Regions from separate parts of the Mus musculus genome. Here region 2 is linked to region 1. A link is a contact called in public HiChIP or PLAC-seq data. All regions are on one chromosome and are shown on one strand. The core of a region is the stretch at or near the end of the contact, and the rest is flanking DNA. Distances in the headings are between cores, read along the strand shown. Region 1 overlaps Gm51679 (a long non-coding RNA gene). Region 2 has its middle 25 kb from the start of 1700036A12Rik.

The links. HiChIP or PLAC-seq counts read pairs in DNA pulled down with a chosen protein or histone mark.
Region 2: an HNF4G HiChIP or PLAC-seq map of pancreatic cancer cells shows a contact between it and region 1. The contact joins two enhancer-like sites. A contact is called at or near these places in 1 of 484 Hi-C or Micro-C datasets (uterus), 1 of 115 datasets of contacts at active chromatin or transcription factors (pancreatic cancer cells) and 1 of 9 other capture datasets (liver).

What each region holds. Positions count from the first base shown.
Region 1 is chr9:60,525,850-60,528,732 of GRCm38.p6, reverse strand. Gm51679 (a long non-coding RNA gene) reads right to left here. Exons shown (of 2, transcript XR_003948172.1): 2 at 1,730-2,651. It overlaps 9230112J17Rik (RIKEN cDNA 9230112J17 gene), which reads left to right. Exons shown (of 4, transcript NR_040464.1): 3 at 2,238-2,350; 4 at 2,769-2,883. Among named protein-coding and RNA genes, the nearest start is that of Gm51679, 7.5 kb to the right of the region's middle. Within about 2 kb of position 1,347, at least 27 of the 459 cell types and tissues checked have an H3K27ac peak or open chromatin away from gene starts, as enhancers often do. A contact at or near this core is called in pancreatic cancer cells, where this site is marked.
Region 2 is chr9:60,741,935-60,744,817 of GRCm38.p6, reverse strand. No RefSeq gene overlaps it. Among named protein-coding and RNA genes, the nearest start is that of 1700036A12Rik, 25 kb to the left of the region's middle. Within about 2 kb of position 1,412, at least 102 of the 459 cell types and tissues checked have an H3K27ac peak or open chromatin away from gene starts, as enhancers often do. A contact at or near this core is called in pancreatic cancer cells, where this site is marked.

The DNA.
Region 1 (2,883 bases), core at 98-2,597:
CCTGGACACGATCCTGTGGCCTTGGACGGGCACCTAATTCAGGGGGAGCTGTTCAGGATCAGTCTCCAACAGGAGCCCTGTGACTCTCCCCAAATCAGTAGGCATGGGAGCTTGGTTCATGACCAAGACATAAGCTGTGGGGGCTTTATCCTGCGGCCCTGATGTGCCATTGTGGCTATATGGCAGTCATCCATGTTGTGGTGAATGAAAGAAGTGATTTCAAATGCAGCTTGAAATTTTTTTTTTTTGAAAAAAAAAAAAAAGAAGCCACATACTTCTCTGTGTATGTCATGTTTCCCCAGATGGATCCACAATGAGCCATGTAATTTCCCTCGTGCATTTTCTGAGCCAGTGGTGGATCAGAGAGCTAGAAGAGGCTTCAGAAGATGCATGAGTGGCGTCTCTTTCTTCCAACAGGTGTGGTTCTGCTTCCCCCATTGGACAACCACAGATGTAGAGTGCATGTTTTTCAACAATGGATGGCCAAGACTAATGCTGACATAGGTTTTGAGACTCGGCTGTCTAATAACACACTGCTCCTTATAAACAATGTCTTCCCTATTTCATAGTCAGAGCCATAGGCTGGAAACATTAAAGGGTAAAAAGGAGCAGAGGGGCCCCAGGGAAATAGTTTGTCAATGGCCTGCATGAAGACTATTGCAACACCCATGCAAAAAGCCAGTTGTGGTGACTCATGCTTCAAACCCCAGTGCTGGGGAGGCAGAGACAGGTAGGTCCCTGGAGGCTGCTGGCCAGCCATTCTAGCCTGATTGGTGAACCCCAAGTCTCAGTGAAGCACTTTGTCTCAAAAACCAAGATGAAGCGATGGCTCAGCAGTTAAGAGCCCTGGTTGCCCTTCTAGAGGACTTGAGTTTGATCCCTGGCATTTACAAAGTGCCTCACATCTGTGTAAAACTCCAACCAGAGGACCTAACACTCTTTTCTAGCCTCTGAGGGTGCCGGGCACACATGTGGCACGCAGACATGTGCAGGCAAAAGACACATAAACAAAATAAACATTTCAAAACCAAGGTGGATAGCTTCTGAGGAATAGCCTCAAGATTAACTTCAGGCTCTGCATGCATGAACACACGTGCTAATACACGTATGTAAACATAAACACATACCTGCACACACAAACTTTATACTGAGGCAGTCACGTCTGGTGAGGAGTCACCACTGGCCCCCAGTAGGCAGGCAGGCTTTGGCACAGTGGCGGGACGAAGGTGAGTGTGTGAGGCAGGTGAAGCCATCAGCGCTGGCTCCACTGGCCTTCCTGGGCTGTGGTGCCTTGGTTTTCTACATAGGCTCTGTAGGAAACTCCTGCACGCTGGCTTTGCTCTGTCACACAGGCTTTACTCAATGTCACCTTCAACCAGAGAGCTAGTTTGCTAAGAGGGAAAATTGCCCAGGATGCCAAAGTGATAGTTATTTCCAGCGATCTAAGTTGATTAACAACTGCTTCCTGGAGGAGCTCTCAGCCACTGACTGTCTCTGGGGTTTGCAGTACTGACCACAGCGGGTACAAGAGGCACTGTGTGCAATGTGTGAAGGACAAGCCCTTATTAGGAGAGTCTCCCAGGAAGCAGGGAGGGCAAACAACATTCCTTTAGAGTGATGGATTTCTTTTATTTTTCGTTGAATATTTTCATTAAAAGAGAATTGTGGGATCGCTTTTTGCATTACTTTGAATATATATTTTGTAAAAAAAAAAAAAAAAACATCAACAAAGGGGCCACCCCCACTGGGATTCCTTTTATTTGTGAGGAGAGGATACAACTCCCAGAAGTGCTCATGAACATCCCTGACATGGAATGGGCTAGCACAGAACAATTTTCTCCATCATTTAAAACCATATACATTTCTGTTTGCTGATTGGCAGCTACCACTTCAAGCTGTTCCCGCTTCTTCACTGGGCCTCTCCCTAATTCATCATCCAGGACAGCAAGGTCTCCCCTGCCGTAGTCTTTAGCTTCTATTGCTTTCGCTACAACAAGGCCTTTGTGGTTATCTAGTGTTTATCCACCTGGCAAGTGCTTCTCGGTCATCCCAGCTAATCCCCTGCCTCACATCACTCATTTTTTCTTTCTTGGCACTCTGAGCCCTGGACACACCAAGCTGCCTCTGACTCCCTCTGGCCCTTCACAGGTGGCTTCCTTTCTAGAATAGACCTTTCCCTTCTCTCCTCTCTTGCTTGGGTCACTTTGCTCATCCCGTTCCATCCTGATTCCTTTCAGGGCTGCCTCTCTTAGCAAGGGGCAACTTCAGATGGAAGGCTGCCTCCTGGCTGAAAGTGGGGAAAAGAGAAATAATCCGAATACTTGGAATTCCAAAAGTTGTGCTGTGCCAGGTAAGGCCACTTCACTATCTCTGCTGACAGGATGTGAGCAGGAGAGAGGAAGAGAGAGAGAGATGGAAATAGAACGGGCAGAGCAAGATAACTTGAGGTGTGTCTGAAGCCTCTGGGACACTTCATGGGAATCTTCAACAGTCCCCGGACAGTCCATCTAAATATGTTGACCCCGTGACCTCAGAGACTGTGGCTGCAGACAAATTAGTCTCTGGACTGTTGTGTAGTCTTGTTACAGGTCAAGTTGCAGCCAGCCATAGGAAAGGACACAGGCTCAGTGTGCAGGTTAGAGTCCAGACCCCTGGAAGAGGAAGGAGAAGAAGCGAGTTAAGGAGACAAGCAGGAATGTTCATCCTGAAATACTTAGGTCCACTTTACAGATGGTTTATTTTTAACCGCACCTTTTTATTTATACTAGGGAAACACATACGATAGAGCGTGCTGAAGTCAGTTCTCACCTTCCACCACGTGGGGTCCTGGGGACCAAACTCAGGTCATCAGGCGTGGTGGTAAGCGTCTTCACCTGATGACCC
Region 2 (2,883 bases), core at 163-2,662, 220 kb before region 1:
ACTCCAGTGTGGGCACTAGAGGGCGATGAGAGCAAACCAACGGGGTTTTTCCTCTGCCAGCTACAATCTCCCTGCTTTGAAGGTGGGTTGATAATGACTGTAGTGTCTACTATATTTTGCAGTGACAGATGAGGGCAAAGGTCACAGGATTCATCTTCCACCAAAACACCTAACACACTGTATTGCAATATTATGCTCTATGTAAAACCTGCCTGCTTAAGAAACCCTGGTCTAGAACTCTTGCTTCCTCTCATTCTAATTCAATATCTGCACACAGCTGAGTGCGTAGGGTTGCACAACAGGATGCAGTTCTCAACAATTAGTCAGGGGCAAAGGATTTCTGAATGTGCAACAACCAAAAATTAGTTCCAAATGAAATGTGTCATAAATCAGAAGTGTTTCTGGCAATGCGCAACGGCCTGGCATTTCTTAACCTCAGTGCAGCCTCTGATCAAAACACGCATGCGTACTCTGCCAGCTTCTACCACTAACCCCCCTCCCTCGCAGCCCTCTACCCCCACCCCGGTCTCTCCAAGTCTAAATGGAGTCTGCCGTATGCTGTGGGTTGCAATACTTTCCAGTACACCGAGATTTCTGCTCTCATGGGAACAGATTGGGCTAATTGTCAAACACAAAGACTTCAAGTATGGTTTCTTCATCATCCCTCATTACCTACCCGGCGCTTGTGTCTTTGGATCATGTGGCATTTGAATACTTAATTTTTTTTAAATATTGTCTTGATTTGATTTTCACCTAGAAATCATGAACCATATTGGCTTGGGATTAGGGCAGGGTTTCCAACATTTGCTGAAACAGCCCTAAACTTAGTTCTGATATTTTGAATTATGCTTTCAGAGTAAGAAGTGTTCTTGGCACTGACAATAATAAAACCAAGCTGCAATATAAATGGTAATTTGTATGTACACCAAACATTTGTTTTAAAATACAGTTGTTTGTGATTTATTATCAGCAAGTATCAGGCTGTAAATCTATTTTAGAGATCTATATAAAATTATAATACGAATTTCCTAAGTGACAGTGGACCACGAGAGGAAAGGTGTAGGAAGCCCTGACCAAGAACTCTTGCCATCTCATAGTGTGTGTGCTGGCACCCCTCCCGCCACTGCAGGCTTCATAGTATTCGTGAAAGTCGCGTCTCTGGGAAGAGGAACCTCAACAGAGAAAATAGCTCCAATCCACTGTCCTGCATTTTCCTGATTAGTGATTGATGTGGGAGGGCCCAGCCCACTGAGCTGGCTGTCCTGCTCATGTAAGAAAGCAGGCTGAAGAAGCCATGAGAAGCGAGCCAGGAAACGGCACTCCTCCGTGCGGCACTCCTCCGTGCTTCTGCTCCAGCTCCTGCCCCCAGGTTCCCTTCATGATGACCTATAATTGGGACACCGCCAAGAAAACCCAAACAAACACTTCCCTCCTCCAGCTGCTTTTGGTTGTGGTGACTCATGACAGCGACAGAGAGTAAACAGAGTAAGCTACAAGAAGACACGTGATACGTACCCTGCTTCTCCTTGTCTTCGAGCTGGCTCCAGCTCAGGGGTGGTGTGCAAACAGCTAATTAATGGAAGAGTGGTCTAAGTGATGGTAGCTAGCTCCCACGGGGCTTTTGCATACACACTCTGGATGTCCCGACCATAACATTCATTCCGGGTCTAAAAGCACTGAGTGTCCGTCATAACTGCCACTGACTCCCGCCTCGCGGGGGTCACATAGGGCTGTTGGGAGTGCACAGCATGAGGACGAATGAAGAAGGCTGAAGCCTTCGGGTTATTTTACCTGAGAGGAGCAAGCAGGATTGATGTCCTTGTTGAGAATAAGCCAACATTTCCCGAGGCCCCCATACTTCCTGCCTCAGAGGTTTGCTGTTCATTTTTGGTAGTGGTTTTACAAGGAATGGGGCTCAAAATTGCCGGGAAAATCTACTTTACGGTTTATGGGAAAGAGATAAAAATAATGGATGAGCAATTCATCGCCTAAGAGGACTTGCTGGCACGGTTTAGCCCCTTGCGGCAGAAGCCAGGCAGAGCTGTTTTGGAGACAGCCACACCCTGGGGTGCTGCCACAGCAAACGAGAGACAGACAGGGGCAGGATTTGGGATCCGAAGGCTGTGTGCCAGCTCAGGACGTCACCCTGGGTTGACAGAATGTGTATCCACCAAGTAATGCTCAGAGTGTTCTCCACAAGACAGCAGCATGGTGGGGCGTTGGCAGGGGTGGTAGCTAGGCAGTTTGGCCTTAAAAAATGTACAGAAAAATACAGACAGCATTCTTTTTTTTTTTTTTTTTTTTTTTTACAGAGAAGTAACAGATTTGTAGTTTCTTAAGACAAAGTTGGTGATAGGATGGAAGAGAGGCAAAGAGTCCTGGAGGCACAGAGCTGGGAAGACAGCCTAGTCAGCCAAGTGCTTGCCTGGCCGTCATGAGGACTCACGCTCAAGCTCCAGAAGTAATATAAAAATAAAATAAAATAAAAATCCAGGCATTGTGGGGCATGCTTATGATAACCACACTGGGGATGGAGAGGCAGGTGGATCCCTGGGATTCATTGTCCAGCCAGCCTCTCCTACTTGGTAAATGCCAGGCTATAAAACAAGGTTATTGGTGCCGGAGAAGCAACACGTGAAGTTTCCTCTAGACCACACACACACACACACACACACACGTGTACACATATACATAAAAATAAAACAAAATAAAATAAGACCTGGGGACATGCAAACCTTAGAAATCTGCAAAGAGAGAATACGCACAGGACGGGTGGGGAATGAGGAAGCGCCCGTGGAGCTCTGCGCATGCGCACTACGGAGAGGGAAGGTGCACTGAGGGAAGCCTCCATACTTTTAGTGCTGACCTTGAGCAAGTTTTGTG